Linked DNA regions of Hordeum vulgare: region 2 is linked to region 1. Evidence: chromatin contacts called from public Hi-C data. All regions are on one chromosome and are shown on one strand. Each heading gives the region's core, a stretch centred on a gene start, on an enhancer-like site or on the middle of the called end of the contact. The rest is flanking DNA. Distances are from core to core; before and after follow the strand shown. Region 1 holds the start of LOC123443589. Region 2 holds the start of LOC123443591.

Evidence for each region. A called contact is a pair of places that touch in the nucleus more often than the background predicts.
Region 2: a contact with region 1 is called in a Hi-C map of seedling, with 4 times the contacts expected there. The contact joins the promoter of LOC123443591 here to the promoter of LOC123443589 in region 1. A contact is called at or near these places in 4 of 6 Hi-C or Micro-C datasets (leaf and seedling).

The regions. Positions count from the first base shown.
Region 1 is chr3H:238,047,022-238,051,036 of MorexV3_pseudomolecules_assembly, reverse strand. It overlaps LOC123443589, which reads left to right and starts at 2,382. Exons shown (of 9, transcript XM_045120025.1): 1 at 2,382-2,908; 2 at 3,002-3,064; 3 at 3,656-4,015. The coding sequence starts at 2,447. It also overlaps the pseudogene LOC123441642.
Region 2 is chr3H:238,659,429-238,663,881 of MorexV3_pseudomolecules_assembly, reverse strand. It overlaps LOC123443591, which reads right to left and starts at 1,926. Exons shown (of 9, transcript XM_045120029.1): 1 at 1,702-1,926. The coding sequence starts at 1,745.

The sequences.
Region 1 (4,015 bases), core at 1,133-3,632:
TTGGGCTACTTTGTGAATATTTGCACCCTCTCAACAAAGTTTCAAAAACAGCAAAACACATGTTCATCTCCACCACAAAATAAGCTAAATCAAGGACATTTTGAAAACAGAAAAGGATCAAGTGAAACTTGACCTTGAGATGGAATAGAGAGAGGGGGGGGGGGAGTTTTCTAAAACCCTAGTGCAAACCAACATGGTTCCTACTAACACATGCACACCCCACATAAGCTAACACATCACATCACCACATCACATGTATCACTCCAACACATAGGACCACAAGGCATCAAACACAATAGGCAAGGAAGAAATGATGGTGATGCATGCATGCAAAGCAAGATTAAACAAGGTGACATCACATGAAATCATATGCATCATACTCTCATATCAATGACAAGGTGGACCCACAAAGGGAAGGTTCCAAAAAGGGAAAGATACACACTTGGGGCATTACACTCATCCTCATCACACCCTCACTCTTCTTTAACTTCAATATAAGAAGTTTAATCCTCCGCATCCAAACGTGAGCATTTCTCATCTGGATCAGCTCCGAGGCCTGTTAAAAATTCTGAAACTGAAACACCGTGTACAGGTCGTTGTACTGCGACAACACACACACCAGCCCCGGGTTCCTGATGATCAGAAAGGAAACGATGCTGTCAGCCCTCAATTCGCAATCAAGGAAAATAAACTGATTTGCATACAAGACCACCTAATTTGCCCATAAACTGATTGCATCATCTACTTGTTGTCATCAAAACTAACCCAACAATACTGATGATTCAATGAGATGCTCACGGAGGGAGCAGCATGGACGTACTCTACGAAAGACGACATGGAGGACGTCCTTGGGGTCGTGCCGGTCGGCCCACTTGTAGAGGCGTGGGCGGCAGCGCGACGACGGCGACGGAATCGAAGGGGAGGACTCAGCGCCAGGCGCCCAACACCTGGCCCTCGCGGTACGCCGGCCGGCCATGCCACTCGACCGGGAGTATCCGCCGTAGATAGAGCGCTGCCGCTGCTCAGGCTACAGGTGGGACTCATAGCGGGCGTCCCACCACATTCCACTTAATCCCAATACAACTTCGTGGGTGATAGCCAATAGTCCAATAAAACTTATGTGGGATAAGTGGGATTAAATGGGTTTCCACTTTCAAGTTTCAATACAGGCATTGCATGTCTTTGTTTCTCTCTGTCCAATGAGCCGCAGGTGGCGGTGCATCCTGGCCTCCAACGACCTCGCCGATAGATACCGAGCAGAGCAGAGCAGAATCAGAGGCAGACTGGATGGGCTTCCTGCCGGAGCTGCTGTGTCTCATCTGCGGCCGGAGCTGCTGGGCCTCATCTTCGGCGCCTTCACAGGGACTGGCACTTGAGTGGGTGAGTTGCTGGAGTCGTCCATGCTCAGGTCGAGCTTTTGCAGATTTTGCTCAGGTCGGCTGGGTCGGAACAGCAGGAGGCGTGGACGGTCGCGCGAGCTGGAGCATTGAGCGAAGGGGAGCCGACGCTCGGCATGGCTGGAGTGGCCGCCGCCGTCGCGATCGACGCAGGAGCGGGCCGAGGTTGAGGGTCGGAGCGGCGGCGGGAGGCGAGGGAGCGGCCGCGGGAGATGGAACATTAGGCCGCGGGGAGCCGGCGCTCCGCAGGTTGGACCGGCCGCCGCCGACGCGGCCGACGAAGCTGCGCCCGAGGTCGTGGATGAGCAGCAGCCATGGCGTCACCCCGTAAGGAGAAGAACGTGGGCTGCTAGTTGGTGGTGAGGTGGGTTACCAATGGATTAAATGGGACAGACCACTTAATTTTCTTGTTGTCCAACGGATATCCACTAAGATGATTAAGTGGGATGGATTTAATTAGTCCCACTTATTGCCACTTCCATCTGCAGCCTGAGCCGCTGCGGATCGGAGAGCCGGAGGGGAAAAATCAACCTTGACCTCACCGTGATTCGCCATGGGGAAAGAGGAGGGGGAAAATGTGAGGGAAGCTGCGGTGGGGGCGTGGGCCGATCGGGGGAGCTGCGAGGGCGAGCGAGGGATCTCCGGCGCGGGGGCAAGCGGGGAATCCCCGATGCGGAGGCGAGCGGGGGATCTCTGACGCGGAGGGGAGTGGGGCATCTCCGGCGCGGGGGATCTCCTGCGCGACAGAGGAGCGTTGTGTTTGTCGGGAATTTGCTAGGGAGGTTTAAAAAAAAATACCACGAGGACATTTAGTTCCGGACGGAGGGAGTATGACACAAACTTTCAGATAATCTTAAGCCATGTTTATTTTTTTCCGTTGCAACATGTAGGTTTGCCAGTAAAAAAAAAATTGCAATAATTGCCCATGTTCTAGTTTTTCACAAAATATCCATCCACCGACCGGCTTCGGCCGACTCGACTCGACTCCCCAGGCCCGGTAGAAACCCCGTCCAGAGTGCGCCACTTTCTCCAATCGTCCATCAGGAGAGATGGGGAGGCGCCGCCGGTTCACGCATCAGCCCACCAGCGACGACGACGACGAGGAAGACAGAGCCGCCCCGCAGCCGCTCAGAACTACCAAGCCCACCGCCCCTCCCTCCTCGGGCGCCAAGAAGCAGCAGCGTCACCATGCCGACGAGGACGACCTGGAACTCCAGGAAGAGGAGGAGGATGAGAAAGACCTGGAGGAGATGCGGATGAACGAGGAGGAGGAGAGGCGGGAGGAGACGCAGACCCGCCGCCGAAGAGGGCGCAAACCCAAGCGCCCCGCCGAGGAGAGCGACGAGGAGCCGGAGGAGAAAAATCCGGAATCAGAGGAGGAGGAGGAGTCTCGCGAGGAGGATAGCACGGAGGCGGTACCCGTCGGTGAACCTTTGAAGGTGACCGGCAAGGGGAAGAAACAACGGAGGCATTACTTCTCCTTCGAGTACGAGGGCAACACCTTCGAGCTTGTAAGCGGCCGCCCTGCTTCTGTTACACTTTTTTTTCTGTTCGATTTTATAGGGTTTTTGAAGGTTGTAAAATTTTGTTATGGATTTGTGTAGGAGGACCCGGTGCTGCTCACGCCCGAGCAGCAGAAAGAGAAGCCCTATGTCGCCATCATCAAGGTCTGCGACTGGTGACGCTATTTTGCGGTTTTCTAAGATGTTAGTGCATTGACATGTATATAGAGGATACCAGTTATTAACATGTCAAAGAGTAGTTTTATGCCGTGTCATATTTTTCCAGATAGAGAAGTCACAGAAAATTTCTATGTAGGTAGTTCATTTTTTGCTAAGATTACTGAATTATTAGGTAGTTTTTGTAAATTTAGCAATGTTTCACAGCGCAGTCAATTGTTGAAAATGAACTTCATCATTTAGAAGTCCACATGTTCACTAAGCTCTTTGCTCTAGGCTTGGTTTTGGCTGCACTTTACCCCGTGTTTTTTCCCCATGGTTAACAATGCTTTTATACCAGGCTTTAGGTCATGATCTGTGTCTAGCGATTTTTGTACGGCCTAGCTTGCATTCTATGATTGGGGCCATTGGCTATTCTCAGTAGTTGTGGAGCCAAAATCCGTCATCTCTTTAGAGCTGCATGAATGTTCTATGAATGCAATTGTCCTTACTTCTTTTACCTCTTTCTGTTTTCTATTCATCTCTGGTACAATTGGTTCTTAATGATGTATGCTCATTATTTTATTTATCATGGAACAGGATATAACAGAAAATGATGGGAGCTTATCAGTAACTGGTCAGTGGTTTTATAGGCCAGAAGAAGCTGACAAAAAGGGTGGTGGGAATTGGACAGCAAGTGACACAAGAGAGCTATTTTATAGTTTTCATATAGATGATGTGCCAGCGGAGTCAGTTATGCACAAATGTGTGGTCCATTTCATTCCACTAAACAAGCAGATTCCCAGTCGAAAGGAACACCCTGGATTCATTGTCCAAAAAGTTTATGACACAGTTGCGAAGAAATTGTGGAACTTAACAGATAAGGATTATGAGGATAACAAGCAACACGAAATCGATCTCCTCGTGAAGAAAACAGTGGACCGTATTGGACAGCTTCCT
Region 2 (4,453 bases), core at 677-3,176, 610 kb before region 1:
AATGCATCATCATTTAGAAGGTAGAGCAAGTATTTAGCTCTGAGTTAGCATTGCTAATGTCAACTGTCAGAACCAAGTTCATCGGTATATTGTATATACATTTCACACTTCATCAACTGTTTCAAACAGACAGAATAGAACACCAACATTTGTTGCTATAATTATCAAATGCGCAGCATCATGGAGATTAAAGTTAACTATGAATTGAGTATCATTTGCTCATGTTAACTTATTACATAATACATTTTTTTAGTGCTTACAACAAATCAACAACATATTTTCAGCTATATACCATCTCCTGTTTCATTAACAAATGACTAATTCAAGCATCTAAACGAATGGTTTCATTCACACGATCAGCACTATTGACGCCATGCATCTAAACGAATGATTTATTAGACATACCCACAGCCACATTCAGTTGCAAATAAGCGGTATCGCCCGTTTTCTACTTATTATTTCAATCGTCAGAACTGTTACAAATACACACAAGTTGAACATTTCTTTTACTAATCACGTCAGTAAGAAATGTAAAAAATACTGGTATGAAGTACTGTTAGTCATAATAAATCCACAAAACATAGTTTCCACGTGATAACCCATCTAACTACGTACACTACAGACTTAGAAAATCAGTTGCAATCTTGGGGCTAGAAATCCACTGTCCTTACCAACACAATCAATGTTTATCCACTATAATCCAACCATATCCATACTTTTTATGGTATTTCTAGCCGTGATTTTTTTTGTGTGAATAAGGCTATGGATTTATGTTAAGACTTCCAAAAATACAAGGCATCCTAGAAAACAATGAAACTACAACCAGGTCCTCAGATAGCCAAAGAAACTCAATCTCCAGCGAGAGCTGAAGGCACCACCGTTGCTGCCCCTCCCATCTTCGAAGCCGGCCAGAGATTATACCCTACGGTTGGGAAGTAGTCCACCTAAGGTCCAGCTGGACCAACTCACCAAAGAATAAGAAGCCATCGTAGAAGTCTTGTGTAGATAGGAAATCCCAAAGCCAAACCACTCCTGAAAAAAGTTCTGCCAGCTTCGCAGAGGTGGTGGCGAGAACTCAGCTGCAAAGGAGAGAGAGCACGAACAACCAAAGAGCAATATATCGCATCAGGGAGACACCCAAGGGGAGAAAATAAGGCCACAGCCTCGTCGCTTTTGTAGAAACGGCCGGGGGAAACATCACCCCCATCACCAAGGGCCGGCCACCAACATGATTTCCCTAGCCAGGGGGCATCGACGCTGCCGGCTGCCCGCAACACCACCACCACAAAGAGGAGGAAGAAGAGTGTCATTACCTCAACACCAACACGACGACCGAAAGCCGAGAAAACAACCGAATACCTAACTAAGAGAAGCTAGGCTAGTGCGGAACAAGGTCCCGGGTTCCCCTCACTCCCACAGCCGGAGCTGCCAGCGGGGGTGAGGGGGGCCCAGAGTCGGAGGCACACGCTCCCTCTTCTCGCTAGATCTCTTCTTAAGACCTATTTTCTGGTTGTAACTTGTAAGGCTACAAACTGCAGAATCTCCACCAGATAATTTAAACCAATTCAAAATCCCTAAATTGCCCGGATTAATTCGCTGGTTTCGCCAACCCTAGCCAACCGCTGCTTCGAAGCGACGCAACTAAGCGCAAGACAGAGACGAACAAGTACAACAAAATAGGGGAGGGGGGCGGTTGCTCACTCTTTGATGATGGCGATGACGTTGTCGACGAACTCCTGCAGCATTATCACCCTCAGGTGAGCGCGGATTAGGGCGCCAGCTTATGCTGGAAACTATGGGGAAGTGCGATGCAAGGATGGAATCCGGGGAGAGGAGAGGGACGAGGGGGAAAGGCGCTGAGAGAAGAAACCAAAACAAGGGGTCGAGTCGGACCGGTCGGGTCGGCAGGGCACCTATTTTAGTACTACAGCATAATTATATATATACTATAGGATATATAGGAGTTCCATATATATAATAAAGATAATAAAAATGGATAATAATAACACGAATGCATAAATTTCGTGGTAGTATTTCGGGAATTATCTGGTCCACATATGCGCGAGACGGGGTGGGTTTCATGCAGTTTCGTTACATGACATCTGGGACGTGTGAAGCTTATGGACCACATCTCCGGAACTCGTTTTAGGCTATTTCGTTTTGGGCAAGGTCCTGCCGTGGGTGAAGCAACCTTCGCCCGAAAGCTCTTTTTACCGGTGCCGTATCTACCGGCAGTTCTTTAATCAATAATAGAATCTTGTTATCTCAAAAGTTGTTATAAGTTATACTTCCTTCGTTTTTAAATAGAAGCTTTTTCAAAAATTCTATTATTAAAATACATACGTATGCATATAAACATATTTTAAGTTTAAATTCACTCTTTTTATTTTGTATGTAGTCCTCTATTATAATGTCTAAAAAGATTTATATTTACGAACGGAGGGAGTATATTTGTATTCTACACATTTCTTCATTTAAACCATTGTATTTCATCATTGGGACAGTTAACTAGAATTTATTTTTTAATTGCAGTAATGAACTACTATTAAAGTGGTATTATCTTTCCCTTCAATTTCAGTGGCATGAAGTCTCTTGGTCCTTTCATAGAATTATAATTGTTTCAACTTTACACTGCCTCTAGTATAGAGTTGTATTAAGCTTAAAACACTTATTTTAAAACGGAGGAAGTAGAAAACAAGGCTGCAGGGTTTAGGTCAAAATAAACATAGATAATATAGGTATCCAATAAACATTTATCTATCGATAATTTTATGATATATTCGGGCGTCTTTTGCTTAAAAAGAGTAACAAAAGAAATAAAAAAAATCTTTCTATTCCCGCTTCATCAGGACAGTATTTTTGTACTCTTTCTTTTTTAAGGAATCCCACCCATTTGATTGTATCAGTTGGGCCTATTCATATGACTGTATCAGTTGGGCTTATTCATATGATTTCATGCACACATACCCGTGAAGCCAGTCTCACTTCACACGCGTACAATATCGGCTTATTTTTCAAAGGATCAACCTCTCTCGTTTTAAATTGATTTGGAATATGTTCAAACACATATGAGAGTTTATAAACATATTCCGTTCATTTCAAATATAACTGCTTGAGTGTCGTCGTTTTCTCACGACAAATGCTATGGGTAGGCTTATTGAGAGTGGTTGGGACCGAAGGGACACCGGCGGGCTCCGGAAACGGGATTGGTAACTAGCAATGCAAGACGCACGATGTATGTGACATCCTCAGCTTTTACTACAGTGATGATTGTAATTAAGCTACAGTGATCACACGCTAATGATGCCACGTCACCGTGAATTCCTATCGTTGATCTCGCGTTATTCAAAGCAATTTGAATTTGAAATTTAAAAGTAAAATCAAATGGGGAAAATTTCAAATTCAATACGATCGCATGAAAAATCCCCTAATGATTTATAAAAATAAATCGGAATTTTGAAAATTGGTTAAAACTCTATATATTTAAAACAGAAATAATAAAAGAATAAAAAAAGTATTTTATAATAATAATAATAATAAATGAAAAAATATAAAAAAGATTAAAATAATAATAATAATAATAATAATATTATTATTTAAAAAAAACCATCCCATCCCTGCCCACCCGAGGGGGTATAAAGCCCCCAAGGGGGGCAAACCCTAACCGCCCCCGCGCGAGTCCCACTCCACCAGCGCCGCGAGGACAAGGGGACGAGCCCTCGTCAGTTTCCCGCCTACCGCGCATCCCAACGCTCTCCACCTACCACGCTCGTTTCCCACCCCCATCGCTCAACCTCCATCCTGTCCCGTCGCTCGCCCTGTGCCTCCCACGATTCTCCCTCTCCCGGCGCTCAACAACCGCACCAGAGCCCCCCCCCCCCCACTGCGCCACCTCTCCCATGCCTGCGCCTCTTCTCCCCCGTCGCTCCTCTCCCGTGGAGCTCCCATCGCCCCGTGGCTCGCCCCTAGCTCCACGAGCCCCTTTTCCCTCCCTCTCCCGCGGCACCATCCCGCGAGCCCCTGGATCCCCGTCGCCTCCCACCTCTCCACCCAGCCTCCCGCACCGACCGACCCCCACCTCCCTGCTCACCCCGCGCTGCGCCTCCCTCACCCATCGGCCGGCGCCACCCCAGCCCCTCGCTAGCACCTCCTCGTGGACCCCCTGCCCCGGGCGCCCTCGCCCCAAGCGTCGGCCCTAGCCGTCGCGCGTCGCGTCGGGGCCGCACCAGGATCGGCCACCTCCGCCTCTGGCGCGCACCCGCCGGCCCCTTCAAGCCCCTCTCCTCGTCGGCCTCCTATCTGGCCCCGACGGCCGACCGCTCCACCGGCCGCACCACCGCCGGTGCCATCTCCATCACCACGTCGACACCGCGCCACCGGCTTCCCCATCCTCCTCCTCAACGGATCCACCGAGCGCTCGCCACCCCATTCCACGGCAACGCCGGTGAACCCC